3 separate regions of the Oryctolagus cuniculus genome follow, and regions 2 and 3 are each linked to region 1. A link is a contact called in public Micro-C data. All regions are on one chromosome and are shown on one strand. The core of a region is the stretch at or near the end of the contact, and the rest is flanking DNA. Distances in the headings are between cores, read along the strand shown.

The links. Hi-C and Micro-C count contacts between places; a contact is called where the count stands out from the background.
Region 2: a contact with region 1 is called in a Micro-C map of ear pinna, with 3 times the contacts expected there. The contact joins the promoter of WDR74 here to the promoter of TUT1 in region 1. A contact is called at or near these places in 3 of 6 Hi-C or Micro-C datasets (ear pinna, psoas muscle and an unstated tissue).
Region 3: a Micro-C map of ear pinna shows a contact between it and region 1, with 2.8 times the contacts expected there. The contact joins the promoter of TMEM179B here to the promoter of TUT1 in region 1. A contact is called at or near these places in 2 of 6 Hi-C or Micro-C datasets (ear pinna and an unstated tissue).

The regions. Positions count from the first base shown.
Region 1 is chr1:8,962,211-8,967,250 of mOryCun1.1, forward strand. It overlaps TUT1 (terminal uridylyl transferase 1, U6 snRNA-specific), which reads left to right and starts at 2,806. Exons shown (of 9, transcript XM_008274375.4): 1 at 2,806-3,023; 2 at 4,280-4,470. The coding sequence starts at 2,942. MTA2 (metastasis associated 1 family member 2) reads left to right here. Exons shown (of 18, transcript XM_002721010.5): 18 at 200-1,035. The coding sequence ends at 365.
Region 2 is chr1:8,750,437-8,755,476 of mOryCun1.1, forward strand. WDR74 (WD repeat domain 74) reads left to right here and starts at 2,695. Exons shown (of 11, transcript XM_051833192.2): 1 at 2,695-2,852; 2 at 2,925-3,031; 3 at 3,120-3,241. The coding sequence starts at 2,789. It overlaps LOC127487489 (U2 spliceosomal RNA), which reads left to right and starts at 970; the gene lies at 970-1,160.
Region 3 is chr1:8,801,670-8,806,709 of mOryCun1.1, forward strand. TMEM179B (transmembrane protein 179B) reads right to left here and starts at 2,060. Exons shown (of 6, transcript XR_011386822.1): 1 at 1,881-2,060; 2 at 1,085-1,272; 3 at 870-1,004; 4 at 592-762; 5 at 1-474. It overlaps TAF6L (TATA-box binding protein associated factor 6 like), which reads right to left. Exons shown (of 12, transcript XM_008274360.4): 11 at 3,018-3,146; 12 at 2,067-2,904. The coding sequence ends at 2,110. It overlaps TMEM223 (transmembrane protein 223), which reads left to right. Exons shown (of 2, transcript XM_002721040.5): 2 at 1-12.

The sequences.
Region 1 (5,040 bases), core at 1,556-4,055:
GTGGGAGGAGCTGCGAGGGGACAGTCCAGGATGCTGGAAGTGGGAACCAGAGCCATCTGAGCCACACCGGCTCCATGAAGATGGTGGGAGCAGGGTGGGGATGCCAGAGAGGGATGGGCCGGGAGGCAGCACTGCAGTGTGGAAGGTGGGCTTTTCACCTGGCAGTCTTACACCCTTTCTGTTCTCTTTCTCTGGCCAGAGCTTTGAGGAAGGCTCTGACTCACTTGGAAATGCGGCGAGCTGCCCGCAGGCCCAACTTGCCCCTGAAGGTGAAGCCAACGCTGATTGCAGTTCGGCCTCCTGTTTCTCTACCTGCACCCTCACATCCTGCCAGCACCAATGAGCCCATTGTTCTGGAGGACTGAGCGTCTGTGGGAAAGGGAGGTGGGCTGAGAGGTAGAGGGGGTGCCCAGGGCACCCAAACCTCCCTCCTTTAGAATCAAAAGGAGTGAGGAGGGAGGGAGGGAGGGAGGAGGGGATGGAAGGAGCAAGTGAGTGTGTGTCCCCGAGGGGTTGAGCGCCCTCTGGTGTTAGCACCTCATGACTTGTCCCCTTCCGGTGCTTCTCCATGCTTGGTGATGGAGGGCCCACGCAGGGACTTGGCCCATGTGGGATCCTAGCCTGTTTTGGGGGATAGGACCCACAGTTGTCTTGGACAGGTTTGGGGGGAGGGTTTTTTAATTTTTTAAAAATTTTGCCTCCCTTTGTGAAAGGGATGGGGGAGGGGAAGAGTAAACATGTATCAGGTGGTGATACCTGGTTGCGGGAGGGGGGCGTGCACTGCCATGTCTATCTTTTTTTTTTTTTTTTCCTAATTGGGGGTTTCTCTTCCTGTCCGGTGTCCGGACTTTCCTAATTGGAGTTTGAAGCCCCAAAGCTGGCATCAACCTCAGCCCATGCTTGCTCTTTCCTTCCCCCCTCCCCCCTCCGCCTTTTGTATGCCAATTCTCAGAAATAAAGATCTTTTGTCCATTTTTTTAACCTTGGATTCTGTAATTGGTTCTTATAGTAACAAATAAAAAGCTGTTTTCTTCAGCTCTTCCTGGCTCAGCTGTTCTCTGCCATGGGTGGGTGTGTGTGTGTTGGTGGGTATCTTTGAGAAGGAAAATAAAGGACAATTAATGAGATACAGATGGTGTTTGCCCTGGGACCAGCTATATGAGATACCCAGCCTGGACTGAGGTAGCCTCTTCTGGCTACCCTTCTTGTGGGGACCAGACTGCACCCCAGCTCCCAGTGGGCTGGAACCCAAGCACCATCTTGGCCCAGATCCACTCAAAACAGTTGGGAAGAGCTGGCTTTCTGGGTGGCTGGTGGCCTCCATAGGAGGGGGCACAAGGGTGCTTCTCCCTCTACTTCTGAATTCTTACTCCCCTCATCCTTAGGAGTTGCCCCCAGCCAGGGTAAGCTGTGGGGGGTGGTTAGCAGAATCCTATCCTTTCTGTGTGGTCTATTTGCATAGCTGCTGTTTCCAGATCCTCAAGTCCAGCCTCCCCAGCTGCTTGGGTGTCAGGGTCCACTGTCGTGGTGTTTCCTGTCCTTTTATGGTTTGGAAGACAGACACCTGGGGCCCAACAGCAGCAACACCTTAGGAGAGAGAACAAGAAGTTGCGCCTACTATGTGCTCCTTGGACACTTCCCTTAGAGATGCAGAACAGCCTCAGTAGTTGGGACTTGCTCAGGGTCACTACTTTTTACGGATGCAGAGCTGCAGGCTGTTAAGCACAGCACAAGCTGCTTAGCTCTTTTTTTTTTATTTTTTTATTTTTTTAAGATTTATTTTATTTACTTGAAAGGCAGAGTTTCAGAGAGGGAGAGCGAGTGATCTTCCTTCTGCTGGTTCACTCCCTAATTGGCTGCAATGACAGGGCCTGTTCCAGGCTGAAGCCAGGAGCCTGGAGATTCCCCCGGGTCTCCCACGTGGGTGCAGGAGTCCAAGCACTTGGACCATCCTCTGCTGCTTTCCCAGGCACATTAGCAGGGAGCTGCCCATATGGGATGTTGGCGCTGCCGCTAGGCCACAGCACCGGCCCCTGCTTAGCCCATCTGGTAGTCCTCTCCACCTCGTGGTCCCTGTCCTTAGGGCGTCCGCAGCTCCCTCCTTCCCTGGCTGTCTTGGGCTTACACCTCCTGGTGCTGAGTGGACCGACCCCTGTTCTGTTCAGGGGTCTTTTGTCCTCCAGCGTCCTTACTCAGCTGCCGCCCTAGTCGGTTCTGTCCCACTTCCGAAGTGGGCTCTGACGCCTCCTGAGCACCCTGCACACAGCCCACTAACGGCGCAAGGAGCAAGCCCGGCTCGCTGGGACCGCAGCGATCTGGCCGTCGGTTCGCGGAGTCCGGAAAGTGTCCAGTGCGGGCGGAGCCCCTCAACCGGGGCTAGAAAGCAGTCGTGGGACCTTCGTTTTGCGGGAGGAGCCGGGGTGGAGGGAGAGAAGAAAGGCCCTGAAGGGGCTGGCAGTCTTGGGACAGCCCTGGAGTCAGCGGAGGTAAAGACGGGACTGAGGGGACAGCTGCGGGAGTCTCTGCTACTGCCCGGTGGAGAAGCGCGCGGCGCAGCCGGCCCGCGACCACTGGCCAAGAGGCGACTGGCCGCCGGTCGGGGAGCCAGCCTGACGCAAGCCGCCGCCTACCTTTGTGGCTGCTGTTTTGAATATTCACGATCCTTTGGGCCAATCAACGCCTGAGTAGCTCGGAGCTCGCCAATCGGCTTACCGCCTGCCGATGAGCGTCGTCGCCGGGCGGCTTTTTCCCCACCCCGGACTGGAAACGGAACCAGGAGTGGAAGGAGCTCGGTTTCCGGGGGAGTGTGCTCCTCGCGATTGACCGTCACTTCCCATCCGGTTGGCGGAAGTGGCTTGCGAGCGCGCTGGGAACCGGCGAAGCGGATCCGGCGGTGGCGGAGGCGGATCCGGCGGTGTTCCGTCGGCGCCGGAGGGTCGCGATGGCGGCGGTGGATTCGGATGTCGAATCGCTGCCGCGCGGGGGTTTCCGCTGCTGCCTCTGCCACATTACTACAGCCAACCGTAAGCGGTGGCTAGTGAGGGTGGTGGTGGTGGTGGTGGTGGGCTTCTGCCTGTGGATCCTAGCCAAAGTTAGGGTAGTGTAGACCATAGTTCCTCTGCAGTCAGCGGTAGGGTCGCTCACCCCCTTTTTCACTCTGCACGTCCGAGAGAATTAGAGAGCCGGGGACGGCTCCACCACGCTACACCCTTCTTTCCCAGTATAGGAAATCGCGCCGAAAGTTTCCCCGAACGTCTGCCCTGTGCCTGGTACTCTGCTGGGCTCTAAGGGGTGGGTGAGTGGGGAGAGGTGGTTCACTACCCAGAGATGGACGAGCTCAGTGCTCCGCAGGTATGTTTGGAGAGCTGCGGGGTCACAGACAGGGCGGTGATTGAGTCTGGGAAGCCCTAGAGGGGACCCACCCAACGGCGGGATGGGCGAACCAGCATGGCACGAATAACTGGAGAAGAGGTACCGGTGGGGAAGAGGCAGGAGGTGGGGTTGGCAAGGTAGACAGCGTCCTTGTATGATGGCGCAAGGGGCGCCGGGAGACCTCAAATTGTACCTGAAGTATGAGTCAGAGCTAACCTAAACAAGGTCTTCATTTTCTTTGTGAATGGTACTACCACTGTTTGTCCAGTAAGGCAAGGTAGAAACCCAGGTCTTCTCTGGCCCCACCTGGTTCGGTGACAGCAAGCAGCTGATTCATAATAAACATAGCAGCTTATTCCCCCACATTTACCATGTACCAGACTCTGCCAAGCACTGCATATGAATAACACCCGTGTAGTAGGTACTATTATTGTCTCCATTTTACATCTTGGGAAACTGATGAGCAAGGCATTAACGCCTCAGCTTGACAGCTTGGATTTGAACTTGAGCCGTGTGATTTCAGATCCTGCACTTGCAATCACTGTAACATGCCCAGAGACAATCCAGGAGGATCCTTCAGCCATTAGTTCTTCTAAATAGGGCCTGAAGGAGTTACCTGTCAATTTTTATTTATTTATTTTTTCCCTTTTGCTGGTGTTGCTTTACCTTGGCATATATATGGTTTAAGAACTAGTGATAATGTATCTGGTTCCCTTGGAAACCATTTAAAGGATGCATGATACAGACAAATGGACAAGAGAGAACTGTGAAAGCAGCTGGGGCTTTGTTATTCACAGGCCACACTGTGGCTTGGAAAGATGGTAGGATTTACACAGGCAGAGAGCAAAGGCAGGAGGGCAGGTGCTGATAGTGAATCGTATGTGTGTGTCTCTCACTTGTCTTGCAGGACCCAGCTTAGAAGCCCATTTGGGAGGCCGGAAGCACCGGCACCTGGTAGAACTACGAGCTGCCAGAAAGGCCCAGGGACTTCGAAGTGTGTTTGTCAGTGGATTTCCCAGGGATGTGGATTCTGCTCAGCTCTCTGAGTACTTCCAGGCATTTGGACCTGTGGCCAGTATCGTCATGGACAAGGACAAGGTAGAGAGAGTGACTCTAGGGTTTAAGAATGAATCAGGTGTGCCACATACCGAGAGGGACAAGAGAGAGAAACCAGCAGCCTGTTTGGACTGCTTCCTGATGTGACCTTGTCTTGGTGGACACCATTGGGCTACTTTGACTTGATGAGCTTCTCCTACCTTCACATCCTGCTCCCTGCCCCTGGGTTTTATTTCATCAGGGTTGGTCACTGGGGGACTTGTCTGTCATCTACTTCTTCAGCTAATGTTTTGTTCAGCAATTAGTTATTCATTGCTAACTTTTAGTAGGCACTGTCTCAGGGCTGCATTCTGAGTAGTGAATGGGATAGATGTGGGCCTGCTCACATGAACGTCCAGTCTAGGTGAGAAAGTAGATAGTTCAGTGGGTAATTATAGTGAACGTTGGTGCTTAAACACAGCATTACCAATGGAGGATCAAATGCACAAGAAGCCAGCTCATAAACTGGTTGGCAGCTTATTAACTTACATTAATAGGTACTGAGGTTATGAGGTCAGAGCTCTGTCTCAGACAGTGTTCATTTTTTGTGGTTCTTTTTGTCTTGATTCCCTG
Region 2 (5,040 bases), core at 1,445-3,944, 210 kb before region 1:
GGATCTCCATTTCCAAGCGAGGCTGAGCTCCACATGTATATGAATTCAGTTTCCAAGGGAACAGGGCCTGAAGTCCTTTCTGAGCCCCGGCGGGCTTGATATTAACCCTCTGCAAACAACTAAGCTTTGCTTTTGAGTGATTTTTTGAAAACTGCTTCAATGAAGTGTACCTACGCTTGCATCCCTCATCCAAGCCCAGCGCTGAGTTAGGGGGCTCCAGGGTCGGGGACGTCGCGGCTGGGCCCTCCCCTCCTGTCTGGCACCTCTGGTCTGGCCTCTAAGAACTCGGGACCTCTCTCGCTTTGTGACCTGCACGGCAGCCAGGGGCGGGGTCGGGGCGGGAGCTCCAGGTCGGCGGCGGGTGCCCTGGGAAGAGACGGGTCCGGCACAAGGCGCAGCTCCCCAGGCAGCTCTGGGCCGGCGGAGGCGGACGCCTTGCCCCGGGGTCCTCAGTTCTGACAACCCCCTGAGAGCCCGTGCTCCAACCCCCACTCAGCAGAGCCCAAGAGCCCAAGAAACAAGGCCCAGGTCACCAAGTCAGGAAGTGGCGAGCGGGGATCCCAGCCCGTGCTCCGGTGCGGAGCTTACAGATCCCGGGAGAGGGGCCGCGCCATAGGGCGCGCCGCCGGGCGCCCCTGGGGAGACCAACGCCACCATCTGGGAGAAAAAGGCTACATGCGCGCAATGAAGTCGCGACTGGCATGACGACCAATCCCGAGAATGTAAAAACGCGGAGGGGGCGGGGATATGCAAAATAATCTGAGCAGCAAACCCGCTGGCGAAGCGATAAAGGACTTTATTTAATGTCTTTTTTCAAACATATCGTTCCTGTTATGAGTCAAAAGTAATGAAAATTTTATTTTAAGAGACTCCGTAGCAAAATATAATTTAATCTTTTCGCTACGAAAATCATCACAACTGAATTAGTTGCAGGAAAGGTAGGGCTGCCTAGCAATCGGTTACCACAGTATCGCTTCTCGGCCTTTTGGCTAAGATCAAGTGTAGTATCTGTTCTTATCAGTTTAATATCTGATACGTCCTCTATCCGAGGACAATATATTAAATGGATTTTTGGGACTAGGAGATGGAATAGGAGCTTGCTCCGTCCACTCCACGCATCGGCCTGGTATTGCAGTACTTCCAGGAGCGGTGCACCCCCTTTGGGGGAACAATATTGGTGAAATATTAGACCTAGAGCTTCTGCGATTTCTAGTATTTTCTGGATTTTGAAGTGAATGCCGTGTTTTGGCACTCGGGTGCACCGCTCTGACACATCCCGAAACACAGTAGTGCAGTCTTCTTCGCTAATGAGTCGCGGATACCAGTGTTAGGTGCCAAAGTACTTGGGCCCTTGCCAACCCCGTGGGAGAGCACCAAGAAGCTGCTGGCTCCTATTTAATTATTTCTTACATATTTATCATTTATTCGAAAGTCAGAGTTACAGAGAGAGGACAGGCAGGGAGAGAGAGGTCTTCTATCCGCTGGGTCACTCCCCAGTTGGCTGTGATGGCCAGAGCTGCGCCGAAGCGAAGCCTGGATCTTCTTCCGGGTCTCCCATGCGGGTGCAGAGGCCCAAGCAATTGGTCCACCTTCTACTGCTTTCCCAGGCCATAGCAGAGAGCTGGATCGAAAGTGGAGCACCCGGGTCTCGAACCAGCGCCCAGAGCACCGGCCCCTCCTATTTAATTCTAGGTCGGCCCAGCCTTGGAGCCATTTGGGGAGTGAGACAGCGGACCACAGATGGCTTTCTCTTATGTAATTCTTTCAAATAAGTAATCTCTCTCTCTCTCTTTTTTTTTTTTTTGACAGGCAGAGTGGACAGTGAGAGAGAGACAGAGAGGAAGGTCTTCCTTTGCCGTTGGTTCACCCTCCAATGGCCGCCGCGGCCGGCACACTGCGCTGATCCGAAGGCAGGAGCCAGGTACTTTTTTAAACATTTGAGAAACAGAGACCTTCCATCTGCTGGCTCACTCCTCAGTAGCCCAACGACCGAGGCTGGACCAGGCCGAAACCAGGAGCTCCTCCCGGTCTCCCAGGTTGGTGCAGCGTCCCAGGCACTCGGACCAGCCTCCGCTGCCTGCTGGGCGCATCAGCAGGGACCTGGGCCTCCGAGCGGGGCCCATTCGGGATGCGGGCCTGGCGCACTGCAGGCCGTGGCTTTTACTCGCTGAGCGCTGGAGTCGGACTGGAAGCTAAGCTTGCTTCTCAAGCATGGGATGCCTCACCCAAACAGCAAAGTTGGGGGTAACCGATTTCAGAGCCACGTTTAAGCGTCGTCCCTCGAGGGAGCCGCTCGGTCGCTAAGGACGTACTGCAGTGTATCCTGGGGGGAATCTGCTTCTGTTCCAAATTTGAGCTGATTTTTAGCATTACGGAGCCTGGATGAGAGGAACTAACTCCACTGTGCGACAGAGCTGTCTCAGGGCCCTCGGCTTCACTTTTCCCGCCTTTTTTGTTTTGTTTACGCTCATAAATGAAGCCACTTACGCACCTTAATGATTTCAATGGTTTCTGCGGTGGCTCTTGTCTAACAGAACGGAACACGTAGTATTAGTTGACGGGGCACGGAGTTGGGCTTGGGCTGGCTGCCCCCGGCATCGCCATCAGTGACGATGCGTTCCACTACAAGTGCAAAAAGTCCAAATTCCTCTCCCGATTTCCATACACCTCCTGCTTCCGGAAGCGCTTTAAGCTGCCGGCCACCGCAGGAAGACGGATGACACCGGGCGCGCTCTGGTGACGCAAGCACCGCGCCGGAAGTGCGACCCGACAGCTTCCCGGCTCTGTCATGGCGGCTGCGGTGGCTCGTTGGAACCATGTGTGGGTCGGCACCGAGACTGGGATCCTGAAAGGTGGGTGTTGGGGTCGGGGGTCGCGGACTGCGGGTGTCGCCTGCTCGTGCGACTGACGTCCTCGTCCCGCAGGGGTGAACCTTCAGCGAAAACAGGCGACGAACTTCACGGCCGCGGGACAGCCGCGGCGCGAGGAGGCAGTGAGCGTCCTGTGCTGGGGCGCGGGCGGCGAGACCCAAGTGAGTCGCCGCGGGCCGGACTGGAGCCTGGGGAGCCGAGGTGCAGCAGCCTCGCCCTCCTTGACTCCCCGCCCTCCTCTGCACACAGATCCTGGTGGGGTGCGCGGACGGGACGGTGAAGCGCTTCGGTACCGAGGAAGGAGTATTCCAGGGACAGAGGCACTGCCCCGGCGGGGAGGGCGCGTTCCGGGGCCTCGCCCGGGCCGACGAGTAAGACCAGTCTTCTTGCTGAAACTCAGGTCCTGGGGGGCGTGTTGAGGCTGCCTGGGGGACGGCGGACGAGAGCCTGGGGTGGGTAACGGGCTGGATTCCTCCTTCGTTCAGTTCCTGTAACTGTATACGTCTACTGAACACCTGCTAAGTTTCAGGCACTGGGCAGGATGCAAGGACTGCAGGTGACGTTTCTGCCTCCTAAGTTCGCATCCTCCAGGATTTTCCTTCGGGCTCCATTATAACCTCGCGGACAGACCTTTAGTCATTTCGAGCATGCTTTTAGTGGGCACTGACAACCACCAAGGCGGTGAGGAGCCCAAAGGAAAGGAAACGAAGGTGCTGGTGACTGGGTTACTGACCCATCTCTTCTCCAAAAGGTGATGAAAGCAAGCCGTGCATGGACAGGCTGCGTAGATTTGGTGGGGTTAATGCTGACAGGGAGGTCTGCAAGGGCTACGCGGGGGACAGGATTTTGAGCTACATCTTGAAGAATAGGTACAGTTTTGCAAGTTCACAAAGGGTGGAGGGCATTCTAGAGGAAGGGTACTGCCTGGGCCGAGCCCGAGGACTGGTGGCAGGCTGCAGGATCCATACATGAGATAAATGTCATTAGGAGGTTGAAAGTTAAAGAAGCAGTTTATTTTACTTAGCTTTTGATGGTTTATTACTTGAAAGGTAGAGTTACATGGAGACATAGAAATCTTCCCTCAGTTGGTTTACTCCCCTAGTAGCCATGAGGGCCCAGACCTCCTTCCAGGTCTTCCTGGGTGACGGGGACTCAAACACCTGGAACCTCTTCCAGTGCTTTCCCAGCTGCATTAGCAGGGAGCTGGATTGGAAGTAGAGCAGCTGGTACTCGAACCAGCGCTCGGATGGAAGGCTGGTGGCACAGGCACTGGCTGAACCCACTGCACCACAGTGCTGGCCACAGGGAGCAGTTTGACATAGATGGGTGTGGTAGTCTCTTGAAACTAAATGTAAAGGGCTGTAAGAGAACTGTGCTTCAGTTTTGTAGGTGGAGGATAGGTAATGGGTTTGGAGCTGGGAGTGCTCCTGTTGGAACCATGAGCCTGTAGGAGTGTGCGGGATGCATTGATGACAGAGCAGTTGGGGGACTGTTGGCACAGCCCAGGTGAGCGATAACAGAGCCTGAACTCAGACGGAGACGGTGGACGGATGTGAGAAAGAGCATACAGGTCCTGGGGAGAGACTTCCTGGGGAGAGACTACCTGGGGCTTCTTGAGAGGAGTGTATTGAATGAGAGACGAGCATTCAGGCTTGAAACCAGAACAAAGAACTCAAGAGAGGAAGCTAGCGCCTGACTTTGACCCAGCGCAGTCCCACTCGCATCCCTTCAGGGCTGCTGGTCTTGACTCCTGGTAATTGACTCAACAGGTGGGTTGTTTGGCACAGTGCTTAAGACTCCACTTGAGACACCCGGATCCCATGTCAGAGTGCCTGTGTTCAAGTCCTGGCTCCACCTTCAGCTTCTTACTACTGTGGACCCTGGGAGGCAGCAGGTGATTACAAGTAGATGGATCCCTGGCACCCACATGGGAGACCTTAATCCAGGAGCTCAGTTGTTTGAGCTGTCACCTGGTGCCTTCCATGGCCTGCACCAGCAGAAACTGGAATCAGGAACTAGATAGAGCCAGGCATCAAATCCAGGGACTCTGATATGGGATACAAGTGTCTTTTTTTTTTTTTTTTTTTTTTTTAAGATTTATTTATTTTCTTTGAAAGGCAGAGTTGCAGAGAGAGAGAGAAAGGGGTCTTCCATCCACTAGTTCACTTCC
Region 3 (5,040 bases), core at 810-3,309, 160 kb before region 1:
GATGGAGTGACACCAGGTGTGTGCAAATGTGCCCAAGATTCACTGACAGCAAACAAAGGGGAGGAGTCATCCAAAGACAACTCCCTGGTCCCTGTTTCAAGCCTCCCTCCCAGCTACTTGCTTAACATCAAGAATTTTATACCAGATGAAGAAAGTCATATAATATTTTGGTACAAAAACAGCTGTAAGAACGTGGTTGGGGAGGGGCAGTCTGTAGGCTCCCGATATAAATAGGACCACGCAAGGGGCAAGAGGATTGCAGGCACTTGGGCACGGCGTCTTTGGCTGTAGGAGGTGTTCTTCAGTTACTCTTCAGGAATGGAAAGGGCGTGGCCCAACCAGAGCATCTGTCTCAGTGCTCCACTCAGGGTCACCCCTTTCCAGAGGCCGGTATGGGGCGGCTTCAGACTTGCACTGCACGACCTGGAGCACCAAGACCACACACCACAAGACCAGATTCACCCAGGAAGACGTCTGTGGGAGACAGGAGAGGATGAGCAGTCGCTGCAGATCCAGCCTTTCCCACCCACATACCACCCTTAGCTGTTCAGTGTCACACTGACAGCTCCTCAGCTCTCTTCAGGTGCTCACTGGTAGGCCAAGCTACTCATAGTATGCTGAGTGCAAACACCCTTGCAGCTACAGTACTCGTATGAGTATCTGGGCATGTCCGTGAGTCTCACTTCAGCGTTGTGTAGGTTGGAGTAAAACTGCAGAGCGGTTCCAGGGGGTGTCCACGGGATTTTCTGGGCTCCAGAGCAGCTGTGAGAAAAGGATGAACGCTAAGCACAGCTGTGCCCAGGTGCCCTAGGATTAGCGACTGATGAGGGAAGGTAGCCCCGGCCAGACATCCCGCCCTTGCCCGTTACCTAATTGTTTTGTTCAGGGAGCTGATGGAGTTGCAGAGAGAGTTGGTGCCAAAGCGAAGGACACAGGCAGACACTAAGATGAGGAAGACGGCAACAGCTGAGACGGCCAGTGCAACGCGGAGCCCTAGAGGACCCCTATCCGAGAGAGAACAGGCTTGTAGTGAGCAGGAACTCGCCCCCACCGTAGCCCCTGGCCCTCAAGGTGGGACAGTCACCTGCTGGAGTCCTCGATGCAGCTGCTGTAGACCCAGAAGAGCAGGAGCAGGAGGCAGTAGAGAGCCAGGAGGCCCGAGGCCCCAGCCACAAAGTAGCAGAGGGATGGGGCTGAGGGGCGGGCTAGGGCCAGGGAGGAGCCATTCAGGGCGGCCACACCGTACAGGGGACACCTGCCACTGAAGGAGCCCTGCGGAGAGAAGCTGCTTAGGGTGAGGTTAGGCCAGGGCCCCTCGAGGAAGTCACCTGTGCTGTGTGGGTTCCTGTTCCTGGGGCGGGGAGGCTGAGGAGCCCTGCCTGCCCTGGCTGGCCAACAGGATCGGGAAACGGGCGGTGCCTGCGGAGCACTATGGGCTGCAGATCCCGGTTTCCCTTCTGTGAAGGAATCCTAGTGCACCCATCTCCGGTGCTGTCTCTGGTCAGTAAACAGGCACACTGGTGCCCACCTTCTAGGGGTTAAGTTCGCCCGCGTTATCGCTCGCTTCTGCTGCTGCCTCCGTTCCACATCCCCACTTCGTCACAGTGATGCAATCGTGGCTGTTTCTTCATCTCCGCTACACTACGCTTTACTTCTCGGCAGAGCCCACACAACACAAACAGCTCGCGCGGGGCCTGAGCAGAGTGGCGCAGCGGGAGCCACTAGGCCCCATCCGGTCCAGTAATGCGCTCCCGCGGTTCAGGGAGCGACTCCGAGGCAGGACCCAGCCGGCGGACGTCGCAGGCCAGCGCGCACCGGGCCGCCAAGCCCCCGAGCCTTCCCGTCCCAACGCCAACGCGGGTCCCATCCCGCAACCGCACCTGGGTCCGGGTTAGCGCCGCGGCCGCCACCGCCCCGCACAGGAAGGCGGCAGCGAAGAGCACGAGCTCGACGCGCTGCAGACACCGCAGCGCCATGGCGCCCCAGCCACCAGCGAGCGCCGCCGCGGGAACCAACCGCCCAAGCCCCGCCCCATCCGGCGCGACCCACGAGCGCGGAGACGTCACTTCCGGGCGCGGGCTTTATTCACCCGATCGGGGGCGGCTCCCCTCAGAGGGGCAGGTACAGCGAGTAGTCCGACAGCGCCCAGCGGCGGGCCGGCCGGCCGGTGCGGCCGATCATGGGCAGCTTCTGCACGTAGCGGGAGGCCGGGCTGGGCCCGTACGGCGCGGGAAAGGCAGTCTGGAAGAGGCGCCCCCGGCAGCGCCTCCCGGCCTGCCGCCCGGCGATGATGAACCGAAAGTGCGGGGCGCCGCGCGGGGCGAAACGGCTCTTCTGGAAGACGTCGCGGGTGCCCGCGCCGGGGCCCTGCTGCCGGGGCGCCCCTCGCGCCCGGTGCACGCGCGGCAGCGGCCTGTTCTCGGAGGCGGCGGGCGCCGGGGCCGACGGAGCGCCGCCTCCGCCGCCCCGGGGGCTCTCGTCGCCCTGGGGGCTAACCACGGCGCTGGCGGTCAGCTGCGGCATCTTCCGCACAGAGTCCGGGGCGGCCGCTGGCTCCTTCTTGTCCCCGGGCGGCCGCGGGGCCGTGGGCGCGGGCTGGCCGGTGCCGAAGCGAGTGGCCAAGCTGTCACCGAAGAAGGCGTAGAGCTCCCGGTAGATGTCGGCCAGGGTCACCGAAGGAGAAGGGTCGTCCGGCCCCGCGCCCCCTGGCGGCAGCGAGAGGCCAGACCCGAAGCCTGGCTCCGCACCAGCGCCGGAGGGAGAGCCCTGCAGGAGCAGGCTGTCCCAGGGCAGGTCGTCCGGGCGCCGGCCGCCCCTGCCGCTGGGGCCGCCCCTGCCGCCGGAGCCGCCCCTGCTGGGCTCCGCCGCCTGGGCCTTCATCTTCAGCAGCCGCTCTACAGCCACCTGAAAGAGCAGGGGACTAAGACAAGAACTAGGCCGCCTGGGCCCCATCACGTACTCCGAAGCGAGTCCGCTGGGCTTTGCAGGGAAGGCAGCTGGGACAGCCTGGCACTCACCAGAATGGCTCCGTAGACTTTGTGCCCATCTGCTTTGACCTGAGCGTTGGACACCGAATAATCGTCCAGCACAGCCTGCAGGTTTGTCCAGTAAGTGGACAGGTGTGGGTACAGCACTCGCTCCACTGCCTGGAAGGGGAAGGAGGAATGCAGTAAGCACCTCTCCGTGGCTTACTGCCTCTCAAGTACCCTTTCCCATTGAAAGGCCTGCTTTAACCTCTGATCTAGACAGGGCGCAGCCGTCCTACTAGATTCCTTTATTGGTATGTGCAGCCATTTTTTTTGGAACCTACTTTTCCTAAGACTAAGCACTGGAGGTAGAGATATGATATAAAGACAATATAAAAGGACCCCACTATCATTGCCTTGTGTGCCAAGGGCTAAGAACACATAAGTATACCCACTGCTAACACCATAAATCCATAGTTTGCAAACTGCTACTCAGATCAATCAGTAAGCAAGAACATCCCTCAAAAGTAAACAGGGTGTGTGTGTGGGAGGGTGTGTGTGTGGGAGGGGGTGTTGTCACGCAGTGGGTTGAGCCGCCACTGGGACACCAGCATCCCACACTGGACTAGTTCCTCTGCTTCCAGACGCTGGTGGACTACTGCCAGTTCCTCTGCTCCCCATCCAGCATCCTGCTAATGCATCTTGGGAAGTAGCAGGTGAGGGCCCCTGCCACTCATCAGGGAGACCCAGATGGAGTTCCTGGCTTCTGTGGGCCTAACCCTCCCCACCCCACCCCTGGGGCCATTTGAAGAGTGAACCCGTAGATGGAAGATGCCTTTCTCTGTCTCTCCTCTTCCTGTCACTCTGCCCATTGAATAAATCTTTTTAAAAGATGAATTGTAGGGGTGGGCATTGTGGTACAGCAGGTTAAACCATTGCTTAGAATGACAGCATCCCATACAGCAAATCAAAGATCTGTCTCTCCCTGTCACTCTGCCTTTCAAATAAGTTTTCTTGAAGAATTTATTAGAGGGCCAGCACTGTGGTATAGTGGGCAAAGCCACCACCTGCTGTGCCAGCATCCCATATCAGCGCTGGTTTGGGTCCTGGCTGCTCCACTTCCAATCCAGTTCTCTGCAAGCGTCAGGTGAAATGGTAGAGGATGGCCCAAGTCCTTGGGCCCCTGTACCCACTTCGGAGACCTGGAGGAGGCTCCTGGATCCTGGCTTTGGATCAGTGCAGCTCCAACCATTGTAGCCAATGGGGGAGTGAACTAGCAGATGGAAGACCTCTCTCTCTCTCTCTCTCTGCCTTTCCTTCTCTCTGTGTAACTCTTTCAAAGAAATAATTTTTTTTAATATATTATAGCCTAATAAACGTTTTGAATTTTTGTTACAGGCTTACATAGTGACAGAGATCTTTTATCCTGTCTACTGGTTCATTCCCCAAATGCCTGCAGCAGCTAGGGCTAGTCCTGGCAGAAGCCAGGAGCCAGGAACTCCATCCAGGTCTCCCACTGGGTGTCAGTGGCCCAAGCAGTTAGGCCATCTTCTGCTGCCTTCCCACATTAGCAAGAAGCTGGATCAGAAGTGGAAAAGCCAGGAGTCACACTGGGCACTCAGGTATGGGATGCGGTGGCCACTCCCGTGAGGGCTGGTCGGTTGACTTTTTCTTAGAGATGTAAAGGTGGGGACGGTGTTTGGCCTAGCAGCTAATATGCCTGTGTCTCATCAGAGCGCCTCAGCTTCGGGCTGGGCTTTGCCTCCCAACTCGTTTCTTCCTGGTGCAGACCTTGGGAGACAGAAGTGATGGCTCGAGTGACAGCATTCCTGCCATCCACGTGGGAAGATCTAGGTATCAGTCCCGGCTTCACCCGGCCCAGTCCTGCTGTTGTGGGCATTTGGGGAGAGAACCAGCAAGTGGAGGGAAGGTCTGTGTGTTTATCTTATTGCATCTCTCTGCCTCTCAAATTTTAAAAGAAATGTAAGAGTGCTGATTGGCACAGTGGCTACAATGCTGCTTGGAACAGCTGCATTCACACCAGTGTGTTTGACTCCTAGCTCTGCTCCCAATT